Linked DNA regions of Gasterosteus aculeatus: region 1 is linked to region 2. Evidence: chromatin contacts called from public Hi-C data. All regions are on one chromosome and are shown on one strand. The core of a region is the stretch at or near the end of the contact, and the rest is flanking DNA. Distances in the headings are between cores, read along the strand shown. Region 1 holds the start of tprg1 (tumor protein p63 regulated 1). Region 2 overlaps lpp (LIM domain containing preferred translocation partner in lipoma).

What was found. A called contact is a pair of places that touch in the nucleus more often than the background predicts.
Region 1: a Hi-C map of skeletal muscle shows a contact between it and region 2, with 2.4 times the contacts expected there. The contact joins the promoter of tprg1 here to the enhancer-like site in region 2. A contact is called at or near these places in 2 of 6 Hi-C or Micro-C datasets (both in skeletal muscle).

The regions. Positions count from the first base shown.
Region 1 is chr8:4,696,796-4,703,198 of fGasAcu3.hap1.1, forward strand. It overlaps tprg1 (tumor protein p63 regulated 1), which reads left to right and starts at 2,848. Exons shown (of 6, transcript XM_078107639.1): 1 at 2,848-3,471; 2 at 3,650-4,211; 3 at 5,108-5,199. The coding sequence starts at 3,446.
Region 2 is chr8:4,619,123-4,625,047 of fGasAcu3.hap1.1, forward strand. It overlaps lpp (LIM domain containing preferred translocation partner in lipoma), which reads left to right. Exons shown (of 11, transcript XM_078107633.1): 4 at 3,395-3,495. Among protein-coding and RNA genes, the nearest start is that of lpp, 54 kb to the left of the region's middle. Within about 2 kb of position 1,624, at least 2 of the 9 cell types and tissues checked have open chromatin away from gene starts, as enhancers often do.

The DNA of each region.
Region 1 (6,403 bases), core at 1,598-4,097, 79 kb after region 2:
CTTTCAGGCTCCCCTGAAACGTCCCTGTGAACCCGAAGCTGACCGGTCAGGTCCGGGTCTGACAAACCGTTGTCTGCACTCATCTGGACGAGGAGCCTCCGGGCGGCAAACACTGCGCTCAGCTCACGGTCGGTGTGTGCAGCCACATCGTTGTCCTCACAAGACAACACGCACTGGTCCCGAGATGCACGTTGCTGTCTGACAGAATGAAGTGTTCAAATGCGATGCAAAAGTTAACCATGAGAATTGCAAAATTGTATGTAATGTAAAAAGATAAATCTAAATATATATTTATGGGAAACTTTCCTTAATGTTGCTTTACTAGCGTGATATATTACCTTCCTGTTGCTTTGCAATAATATCCAAACAGCGTGACTCATACGGCTGCTCTGACGATTCCTTTTTTTTATTTTTAGCGTATTTTTCTGTTGTGAAAACAAATGAAAGAAGACCGAAACCTAGACTCAAGCCATTTGCCATCACAGACAATTGGGGCTTTTGCTGAACTAAATCACTGAAGGTTAGGAGTTTTCCAGCTCATTAGGCTTGAGCAGAGTTAACGAAGCCCATCGCCCGCCCCCCCCCCCCCCCCCCCCCCGCGCTCTGGTCCCAGCATTACTCACAGGCTAAGCAGGCAAAAAGAGGCTGCCGGTGTTGCTACGCCTCAGCAGGCCGCTGCGCGCACACCCATCGTGACCGTGGAACCTATGGGGTCGCAGAGGTCTAGGCAACAGCTGCTGATCCCGTGTGCGGTCGATCAGGCCTTGCTGCGACGTGGATAAACAAACACATACGTGCTGGGACACACTTGAATCACTTCCATCCAGCAGGCACATTGGTTTAAAGCCCCGGACATGTTTGTGTGTATGTTTTGAGTTGTCAAGTCAATGGATGTCATCTCACAGTTGATGCTCCAGCCCAGATTCAACCAACTCGTCTTTGCTTTCCACAAGTGTACGACAGGCTCAACATGAAGAAATATAATTTACATGTTAAAATGATTTCTTCTCTTTCTTTCTTAAATGATTCTCATTTAAAAGGTGATATACAAATATGTACTCAGATAGGAAGAAGAACACATTTTAAAACAACAGGTTGATCGCGAAGGCAGTGCTGGTAGATCGCCTGCCATTGAAAATAAATCATGCCGGGTCACCCGCACATGCGTTGTTTCACGGTACCATGAGGTTTTCTACACGCGTGATACGAGGCTGATATGAAATATATGTATGAAACATATTGTTATATTTAGAAATGTTGCCATGTGTCTTCTGCACGTTTGGTCTTTAAGAGTTACATTATTTTTTATATAAATGCAGTAACTTGCCTCTTTCTGTATTTGAAAAACAATATAGCAGCTGAAAATTATAGTTCAGGATCAATAGGGTGTTTGGGGGCTTGTGTACAAAGCCGTACAGTGCATCACATGATATATAACGTTGCACAGTACAACTATAAAAACAAATAAGACTGTCTAAGATGCACTTAAACATATGAATATGATAAGTTACTGGCGTCTACAAAGGACAGCACATGCTCACAATGCAATCATGCTGTCCCATTTCAATGAAAACATCCACAGAAAATGTGACATCTATTATTTAACCTATTATTAATTCATAGTAAATTCCATTGGTGATAAACATGTATGTGACAACACTAAAAAAAACTGCATGGAGACACTGAAGTATGAACCCAAGGCAGCAGTGAGCATTTCCAGCTATGTAGTGTTGATTTCCTTGGCCTAGATACAAGAACATGGAGCATTTGTATCCTTGCTCCTCCAAATGATGTGATGCATCATGGGTCAAAAGGGTTTCCAAGTTCAACGGTTTACGCAGAGCAGGAAGCAGAAATCCACTGATCTGACGCAGCCATGCTGAGATACTAAAACTGCCACCAGGTCTGTGATTCAATTATGCTGCGGTCTTCAGTTTGGTGTTATCACTGTATTGAGTAAAGGAAGGGGATCAAAAGGTTTCATGGAGATTTCTTTCTTTCACAAAAAGTCCAGCTTCTTGTTAGAGCAGAGTAAAACTTCTTATTCAATCATCTCAAAAGCAAACATGCTCTGGACTGAAAGAAGGAATAACATGACAGCAGACTTAAAAAAAAAACATAACCAACACGATGGTTTCATTATGTTCCTGTCCAGTTGGATTGTGAATTTCATTGAGAACTATAAAATGATATTTCTCTATGACAGTGTGGGCACGTTAAGCTTGACGAGATCCAACCACACACATATGATGAATATTATGAAATTTGAGTGTAAATAGTCATATTGAAGAAGACATAACCATGGTAGTAATCATGGTAGGTGGACCTGCAATCTCAGGCACACATGCAATAATTATGAAAATTGAATGTTCCTTATCAAAAACACTAACATGTTGTGGACAATAAAGCCATATTTTGTATCAAATAACCACTTTATTACGGACACTTAGCAGAGCAGTGTGTGGGAAAACTATTATATTAAATGAAGGAAACATATTCAAGGCAACTTATCATTGTACTGATATGTGTGTAGATGTTTGGCCATATATAATATGACCTCAATTCATCCTTCTGCTCCATTTTCACGATGATTGTGATTCTGATGGGGACACCAAAGGCACTTTATAGTACCCAGGCCCACGAGAGGCAGGAAACTACAAAATAAAACAGGAAAGAAACCCACACGGTGACATAACTAGGACAATAAGAGCATCCGGTTAAAGCTCTGTTGCTATGGGTTTGGCTGGCTTGTTGACTTTTTACACTATAGTCAGATGCTAACTTCTGTCTGATTTGGTAAGAAGATCAAAATATTTTCTATTTATGAAAAGGATAATGGCTATTTTCGTCATTTAATTCAGTATTCATGGAAGGAAGCTCCCTTCAGGCAGGTAATCATAAGCCGTTGGCTGGAATGTAACTTATAAAACACCTCATTTAACCCTCAAGCAGACTGGTGACGTGGACATCTCTGACTACCTACTTTTTTGATGAAAAAAAAACTATGAAATCGAACGAGGACATATTAACTTATTGACAGCAGGGTGTGTCGTGGGTACGTTGCCTCCTAACAGGTAGATCTGGTCAGGCAGGTGGAGGAACAGACGCAGTGAAATGCGCTGTGTCCGTGGACCAAACCTCCACCTCCACTCGCTTCATTCACAAACCCCCTCCAGTCAGTACGGAACCAGCCGTAGACGTTAGCGAGCCGATTCGCAGACTGGTGCCGGTGCAGCTCGCGCACCGTCGACAGAAAGCAGTAAAACGGCCCGAGTGTCGCGCTGCGTCGCGCACGCGCCCAACAACGCACGTTGGTCGGAACAAGGAAGTTAATTCACCTGCGCCGCTGTCCGGACCCGCTGAACCCTTCAACCAGACATCACAGCGACAAGTAAGTCCCTCAACTCTGCTTTAACTCAATCAAAGGGGATTTAACTTCAGCGACATGAACGTCAGGGTGAGTGTGACAGGGTGAGTGTGACAGGGTGAGTGTGACAGCGATTCTCGATACCGGGGAAGTTGTGCCCCCAACGTGACTGTTGGAGGCAAAGCTTTAAACACAGGCCTCGCAGCCGTCATTAACCTTTTTAACTTGGTATAAATATCTGTTACACAAGTGTTGCTAATGTGGACACACGTGTCGTTGAAGCCCCGACATGGCAGCAGCCGAAGAGGAGAGAACGAAGCCCGGCGAAGAGGAGAAGCAGCCTCCGCTGGGCTCTCACACGGAGCCGCCTCCCCCCACGGAGGACCCGCAGCAGCCTCCCCCCACGGAGGACCTGGGTCACACGGAGCCGCCTCCCCCCACGGAGGACCTGGGTCACACGGAGCCGCCTCCCCCCACGGAGGACCCGCAGCAGCCTCCCCCCACGGAGGACCTGGGTCACACGGAGCCGCCTCCCCCCACGGAGGACCTGGGTCACACGGAGCCGCCTCCCCCCACGGAGGACCTGGGTCACACGGAGCCGCCTCCCCCCACGGAGGACCCGCAGCAGCCTCCCCCCACGGAGGACCTGGGTCACACGGAGCCGCCTCCCCCCACGGAGGACCTGGGTCACACGGAGCCGCCTCCCCCCACGGAGGACACGGAGCCGCCCGAGGGCCCGGAGGAGCGGGCAGCGGAGGTCGGAGCCGCCCGCCCCCCGCGGGGTGACTCCTCCGTGGAGCCCTCTCTGCAACATTTTAAGATAAGAAGATTCTTCGTGCTGAGGGTAAAAACTTGCGGTAGTAGGCTATACTACATTTGACATCTGTCCTTATTACTATAGTTGCATTTGACTTATTTAGTGTTTATTGTTTGTTTATAGTTACAACATAACATGCAGTCCCAGAGTGGACTTAATAAGGCTCATTCTTGTGTGCAAGTCCTTTAACTACTTTGCGGCTTAGGATATTTCCTTAAAGAATTCTTTTTATGAGACACAGTATTCAACCCGCCTGCATGTGAAGCTGGTGAAAAACCTGTTACATGACCTGCTGCTCACTGTTTACTTCAAGTTGTACAGCTTTGGCACTGTAGTGAGTTTGAAACTGGTGATGTACTGGTTTTTATACGATTTAGCGCAAAAGTGCGACAACATAATGCTGTTATGGACACTTATTATATTTTCGGTGGATGGTGCAAGTATTTTTTTTTGGAACAAGTTCCAATCTGGGTTGGCTTGCTACAGGTAGTCCTCTCGGGTCGGGAAAGCACTTTTTTCAGATTGCTGTAAGACCTCAGTATGAACTCCTAATCTTTTCAACTTGCCACTGAAATAATAAAAGTGGAAGGCTAGAATGCCATGCTATAGAAATGACAGTCTGAGTTTCATGGGAAAGCATCAATTTGGATGTGAAGTGTATTCTGTGCACAAGCTTTCTCTCGTGTCTTCTAACGTCGAAGCTGCACGCACAGCTTTCTTCATTTGCAGTCATTTTGTTGTGCGGAGGCTTCATATTTTTTGTTTATTGTCATTTTGTTTGACACAGACACGCTGACATTTAGTTGGAGTACCAGTCCCAGCTGTGCGTCTGCCTCAAAGATCACCCTTAAGCTTCCTGTCACACATTGTGGTTGTCACAATGAAAAACTAGAAAATGACACCCAGCCTTTCTGTCTCCTCAGCCTGGCACACTGGAACAGGGCATCAAAGACGTGAAAGCTCTGGTGGAGGAGGAAGTCGATGGCAGCGTTCACAGTGTTTGGCTGATGGCAGAGTGAGTTTCGGGCATTTTTACTGTGTAAAAAAATCATACACAATAAAATATATGGAGATGTTAATTACGATCAAGGTCAACTAATTGTTTCAGCTCCCAATGTTGTATACATAACATTTTAGATGTTAGCTAAGACTTTAAGAAACAGTCTCTGATCAGATTGTTTCCTCTCGTTAAAATGCCCCAGCGGCTATCGGGCAAATGCACAAAGAGGAGGCCTGGACGATCGCTAATGATGATATACACACGTCTCTAATCACCTAATTGACTCCACTCAGTCCCTTACTGCAGTCACGGTAACCGTGCTGTGTCCAAATGAATGGCCAGCTTAGGGTGGTGTGGCAACCCAGGGGAAGTTAAGGCCATATTCAGGGATAAGAGGAGTCTCAGACATATATACCAACTAAACAAAAAGGTTCCTCCGGCTCTTGGTCAGTGGCTCCGGACTACCCCACAGGGTAATAGTTTCCTCTTTCCTGTTTGGGAAGAGGAGAGAGGTAAGTCCAGTTTTTTACCTCTTCATTGTTGTTGTGGGTCATCAGCTCCGTCCGCCTGTTCCTTCCTCCCCCAACTTGAGCTTCGATCCGCCTCCCGATGTACTACACTACAGGCTGATATTGGCTCAGCGTGATTAGACCAAGACATCCGTAATAATTCGGCCGATTACTAATGTTGATGATCTCACATGTCAATGCTGAGTTAGCGAATTAAATATCTCCAACACGGAGCAAAATGACATACAAGACATTTAAAAGTGCACTTGCCAGAAATCGGGTTCACTTATTGTACAAGCTTTTTGTGAAATATTTTAAAGTGTATTATTATATTATTCTTTCCTCCTTGTTCAGTTTCGTTTGTTGGTAAAAACTTAGAAATGCTGGCATGCATATTGTTTGATCTTTGCCATGGGCGGTTTTGGACATCGTGAAGCTTTTACAGTACGTAATTAAGCAGCTTTGTTATACATGTTTATGGGTTGACTTCAGATAACTTCCTGCACTATACTAAGATCAAGGGGTTTGATCTTTTACGGTTACGGTATTTTACGGTTCGATCCAAGGAGCCTATTGCAGTGGCTGCCAATACTTTTGTCTTCTTTTACTACTTTTCTAGCAAGAAAACAATAAAAAAAAAGTCCACCATAGACAAGACTACATTCTGTGCATCCTTAGTTAGTCTCCCCTACCAACATCAGAACTAAACA
Region 2 (5,925 bases), core at 374-2,873:
TCCTGATGACTGTCACGTCCTCTCAAATAACTTTAATCGCCGATTAGGATTCCTCCTCCACGGCGCCACTTAGAAGCGTTTGCCGGGTGGCGGCGGGGAGGTTGCGGCATTAAGTCGGCCTTCCCGCCGCTGCCCCTCGTTAGCGCTGCGGCTCCCGATGGTCACAAATGGAGCGAGCCTCATTCACGGCACAGAGCGGGAAGTGCTCAACAGCCCAAACCCGTGCTGATTAGGCCTCCATTAGAGGGACGAGGACTCTCTGACGCAGACTGAGTGGGGGACGTCTCCGGGGCCGCAGGGGGCCGTGTTTACTGGGGGGCGGCCGGTGAGGGTCCTCGCGGTCGTGTTTCTTTCTGTTTTTTTATATTTTCATCCTAACGTATGAATAAAGGTCGTCTGATCTTCACCATTTTGGAAAGTTTGAAATGAAAAAAAGTTCTGTCTCTGTTTCACTGTAGTCAAGGGGAACAAAGGGCCCTTTTTGCTAGAAAAGGATTGTGGTTAAAAGGAGAAGTGGGGAGAAAACACAGATGGCATCTTAATGAAAGTAATTTGCGTTTGCAAGTTTGTGTTTCTTTGTTATTGAAACTAGTGTATTCCGATTTCTTTCTTTTTTTACCCATTTCATCCTCTTTCAAACAACCACAAAACGTTTTGTAAGGTTGTGGTTATTGTTTTTCTTTAATATAGATCCACATCGAAACAATTGTGAAATAAGAGTTTATTTACTATTACCATTATGTCATTCTTTTTTTTTGATTGTTTGTAAGTGGCCTAAACACAGAAACTTTTTTAAATTTTCAAGTGAAGCCAAAGCATCGATAATTGCAAACCACCTTTGGACTTTGACTACTAGGGACACATTGAATGAAGCCACATCTTTATTTTATTTTTATATGAATGCGAAATGGGATATATCTTTGTGTCCCTCCATAATCATTTGTAAATAATGCTGAACTCTTTTTGAATAAAATGTGCTATGAATCGAGCTTTAAGTAATAAATAACCGAACCTTTCACTAAACTTCAGAATATATAAAGGAGGAAGCTGGAAAGTTTGTTTTGTATTGTAAAAAAGTCCAATTCAAAAGAAGAAAATGAATACGTTCCATATCACCATGAAATTCATGAACATGCAACTAGGGCATTCTAACCTTGCTGAATTTCGGAGAAATCTACACAACCAAATCTCCAAAGTGGTAAATGAACGAGCTAAATGTGTATTACGGATGTTTTCTTTTCGCTGGTCTGAAGTAGACTTGCAAGCCAATTCTCTGAACCAACCCGCGGACTGAAAGCGGCGCCCCATCTCGTTCCTCCTCCAAGTCTTGCATTCCGCTGTTCCACATTCAGAACTCTTAAGACACGCTCAATAAAACATGCTCCTCTGCAGCATTTACAACCCTCGCGTTTCCTGAAATGAGAGCGGCAAAAACATCGCCGATGTTCTGGAGGACGCGTACATGAAAGTTGATGTTTTAATTCTGCGTAAGCCGTGAGTTACAAGTGCCTCGTATGTTCTGGCACAGCGGATCCGTGCCAGGGCGAGGTGGTAGGGGGGGTGGGGGGGGGCTTGTTGTCGAGCAGCATATTTTATTTCCTCTCCCCTGGGTTCGGAGGAGCTGTTGCACTCTGGAGTTTTAACGGAGGCCACAAGGTTATTATATAAACAATTCACACGGAGGCCCTGGAGCAGCCGGAGGGAGCGTTTTAATGCAATGCTCACAATTTGTGAAGCGCTGTAATGCTCAAGACGCAGACACGTATCCAATTTTAACCATGCTGCATTATCGCCCTGTTTTCCCTGCTTTTTTTCTTGCCTTTTTCCTTATTCTTATTTTTTGGGCTGTTTTTGTAAAGGCAACTTAAAAAAAACACACACACTTAATTAATTTGGTCAGCTGCTTTGGATAAACTACATTGATGACATCAATTAAATTCTAATGAAAACAGATAAAAGCCGTGGAAAGCAAATGGAATTTCTAAACAGGACTCATCAAAGTCTGAGCATTGGAACAAATTCCCATTACGTCTCATAAAAGCCTTTAATTTGCAAAGCTCATGTCTGGTTTGGTACTCAGAAGTACACGGTCAAATGATTCAGTCGTGAGTCCTGCACCAAAGAGAAGCCAAATCTGAATTTAATTTGGCACGTAACTCCTTATCCCGTCTCTAACATGTGGTTGGATGCAATCCTTGGATTAGCGTGGACTTTAGAACTACACATTTGGCTCGTCTCCTCCTCCTCTGGCAGAACAAACACCTCGTCCAACCCCGTTTGTAACGCAGCATTTACATTTCCAATCTGCGCGACGAGAAGCACAGATTAGTACTTCTTAACCAAATTGCTGCAATTGTGTGTGTCAATCGGCGGCCGCGACGAGGCTCCGTCCCTCCGTCTCTTTTGCCACCTGTCTCTCTTTTGGGATAACGGTATACCCTCTTTCCAATGTTTCATAGTTCAAGACAAGTTATGATGAATAATCCAAGCTGCTCGCAATGTTGTATGTCTGGATTTGAGAGATGGGGCTTTAAATATTTCATAAAACTCTAGGATGAATACAGATCGTTTTATTTACTAAAATCGGATCGGTAACATCCTGACATATATGACGGCATTATTTAAGCTGACTCCAGTTGATATTTGTATAAAATGAGTGTGTTACATATTCATTTTAATTGTTGATTTCTAACGGAAGGAGTAACCCCGACTAATTCACATGCCATTCAACAATATGAGCATTGTAAAAGTAGGATTTCACACTTTGGAAGAATTTTCTTTCCATCATGTAGTTTTTTTTTCATGCATTTGATCCTTTCGTTGCAGATAAATTGTTGGTAAGTCTGTTTATTTTGGTTAGCCTAAAAAATTGCTGTGAGAGTTGTGAACAGTGCAAAGAAATAATAATGATAATTCATCATTAACATCATCATTCATGTGAGTGCATCTGAAAGAGACACTTTGGAACTTTACCCACTCAAAGCCGTGTTCTTTATTTGTTGAAGGTTCCGCAAGTACAAAAGGGGACAAGGTTTACAAGAAGCTGCTCGGTGTGTTGCCCCCACATGGTGCGCACACACACACACACACACACACACACACACACACTTCAGCTTCATGTGTACGACTTCTTGAGTGGCCGGGGAAATGATTGCACGTGCTGCACACATTCAGTTCGTTCATTTTTTTTTTCTAAAAGTGAAATGTCTCTGTTTTCTGCATCCACCATTCGGGTGAATGAGAATATAAACAATAACTTGTTTATCGTGTATCCGTTTGTTGGCGCGGCGTCTCGTGGCGGTTTGAAATGTGGGGGGAAAAGGGGAAGTATTTAATAAGCTGTTTTTGTTCCTCTTGTGTGTGTGTGTGTGTGTGTGTGTGTCCATCCCAGCAGACTACCCCCCACCTCCGCCACCTGCCGAAGACCCAACCGGTTTCTCGCCGCCCCCTGGTTCATTCCCGTCTCCTCCACCGTTGAACTCCTGCGATTTTCAGGTGAGGGGTCATTGCATCTAATTTGATCTTGGTTGTCAGGAACTGGGGGTGTCGGAGCTCTGCACTGAGATCACCCGCCAGTCCAACGAGGGAGGAAAAGTGTGTGTGTCCCCCTCTGCTGCAGCATAGAAGGCTGACACCTATCGGTGGAGCCGGGTTATAGTACCCACAGGCGCTTGCAGCCTCCCGGGGGACATCTGGCCCCTGCTGTCTAACCGACACACTGAGCACTTGACCCCTGCTGCGAAACCCCTCCGAGTGCCCCCCGCCCCCCTCCATGACCCCCCGCCCCCCTGTTTATGATCCGACCAGTGCCTTGTGCCAAACGAATGCTTCCCGTGTGAAGACATATTTAGATATTTATGCAATCCGTGCAAATTCAAGTGCTCCACACAAACTGTAGACGGTGAAGAGGTGCATCCTGGGGATTAGGGTGGGGTTATGGCCTCAATGTAAACTCCGCCTCATGGCTCTGCCAGCAGCCCAAAGACAACAACATTTACAAATGAAATAAGCGTAAACTAAATTCTACACATTAAAGATTGGACTCCCAACAATACTTTTTGCCATTTCATATTTTCTGAAGCCACAGATAATGTTTAGTAAAAAGGAGCGTGTTGATAGTCCCTGCCGGTCTCACTCCTCTGCTACCACACCTGTTGCCTACGTCACCTGTGTTGGTATCTTCCTCCATGTGTACATGTGTCATATACAGTACAGATCCTGTGTTCACGGTAATCAGAACCAACCTTCTCTCAAGTCCTGTCCAAGTGTTACATTGTTAAGTGTCTAAGTTTGATGTAGTTGATCTGTATTCTAATCCCAGAATTGAACCTGCATAGGTCACGTGCCTGTGATTCATTGAAAGAGCTCTGTCTCATGGTCCCTTAATAGCAACTGTTCGTATTTCCTCTTTCACCTGGCTACTTGCAGCTATCAGATGCATGTTTTGTTGTCTCCTAGGGGATACTGTCCCATGTCTACTTGGATGTGCAGGTACAGTCAAAATGCTCCTGATGATCTTTAATGTGAAGGATTTGCTTTCGTGTCTTTCCCCACTGCTATATCTGCCATCTCTTTCTCAGCACCACGGCAGCAGACGTAAAAGAAATGAAGTGCCTAATTAGTTTTCAAAGTGCTTCACCGCTTTTCATCTCTGACTTTTCTTCTCCTGTCACATTGGCTGGCCATGCAACGGGATTCCTTAATACACCACTGGTATCTTAATTGCGTGCCCCGTAGCCAGAGCAGAAGTCTTTAACTGCATGGAAAAAAGAGGGTAGATATCAATCAAAATGTCTTTGTATCTTCGTCTCTGTGCCCCAGCAGACAAATCTCACACATGAGCGAATATGTTTAAACGGTGCGTCCTCCGATGAAAGGAGAACTACTTCTCGTGCGTATGAGGCAGGCAGAGGTGTGGATCGGGACGGGGCCACGGCGAACCCTCCAGCCGCTAGTTTACATTATGAAGCGCCACACGCCAGAGACCGCAGCGCTTCCTTTCATCCTCCCCTTATTCCCCGTTAAATACTTTTTTCCCCTCCTCTTTTTCTTCTTTTGTTGATTTGAGACAAGCCATTAGTGTTTTGCTTTGTTTACCCCCCCATGGTAGCCTTAGATGTTTTTTAAGCAGCAGCAGCTCTGCTCCAAATGGAAGCAAGCCCTGCCTGTAATAGATTGTGACAGGTAATCCAAACACATAACATTAGAATAAGAAGCAGTCACTGATCCAGCCAACTCAAAAAGCCCCCGCAGGCAATTGCAAGAAGTCTTCTTGCAGTTGCAGCATAGTTCAGAGGACTAAAAATATATCTGTCATTCCGTGGAGAAACTCCCGGGATTTTTTTTGTAGAAAACAGAGTGTCACGAACGGTCAGATCATTTGGATGCAGATTTTTGTGTAAGATTTTTTGTGATATCTTTTTTAAATTTGTTTTTCTATGTTGAAGTGGTGTTTTCTCTGTGGTGAAACTGGAAACGTTCAGAGCAGCGATTTCTGACGCTTTCAAGCTTCGACGAACCGGTCCAATAAAAATCAAAGCAATTGTCATCATCTTCCACAGGGCACATGCTTCAAATATGAAACAGGAAATGATCAGACTTTAATTCTTAATAATAAAAAAAAAGAAAAGAATTGACCTTTTTGTTTGAAATAGTTCTGGATGAGATCCAGATGAATAATGCATGACGAATGAAGTGCTGTAAATCCAAGTGTGCTGAAAAGCAGGAGGTGAATAGTGCACTGCTTTATGAACAGACGATGCGCCGCTTCAGAGGGAAGTCTCTGCTATTGATGTGTGGCTCTCAACAGGATTGTCTCAGGTCAAGGTGAAGCACGAACCCGGAGACCGTAATCCACAAGAGAACGTCTCTTCGCTCCTCGATGATGATTATCTGCCCTTGACACGTGGCCTGCGGCTACGCGGA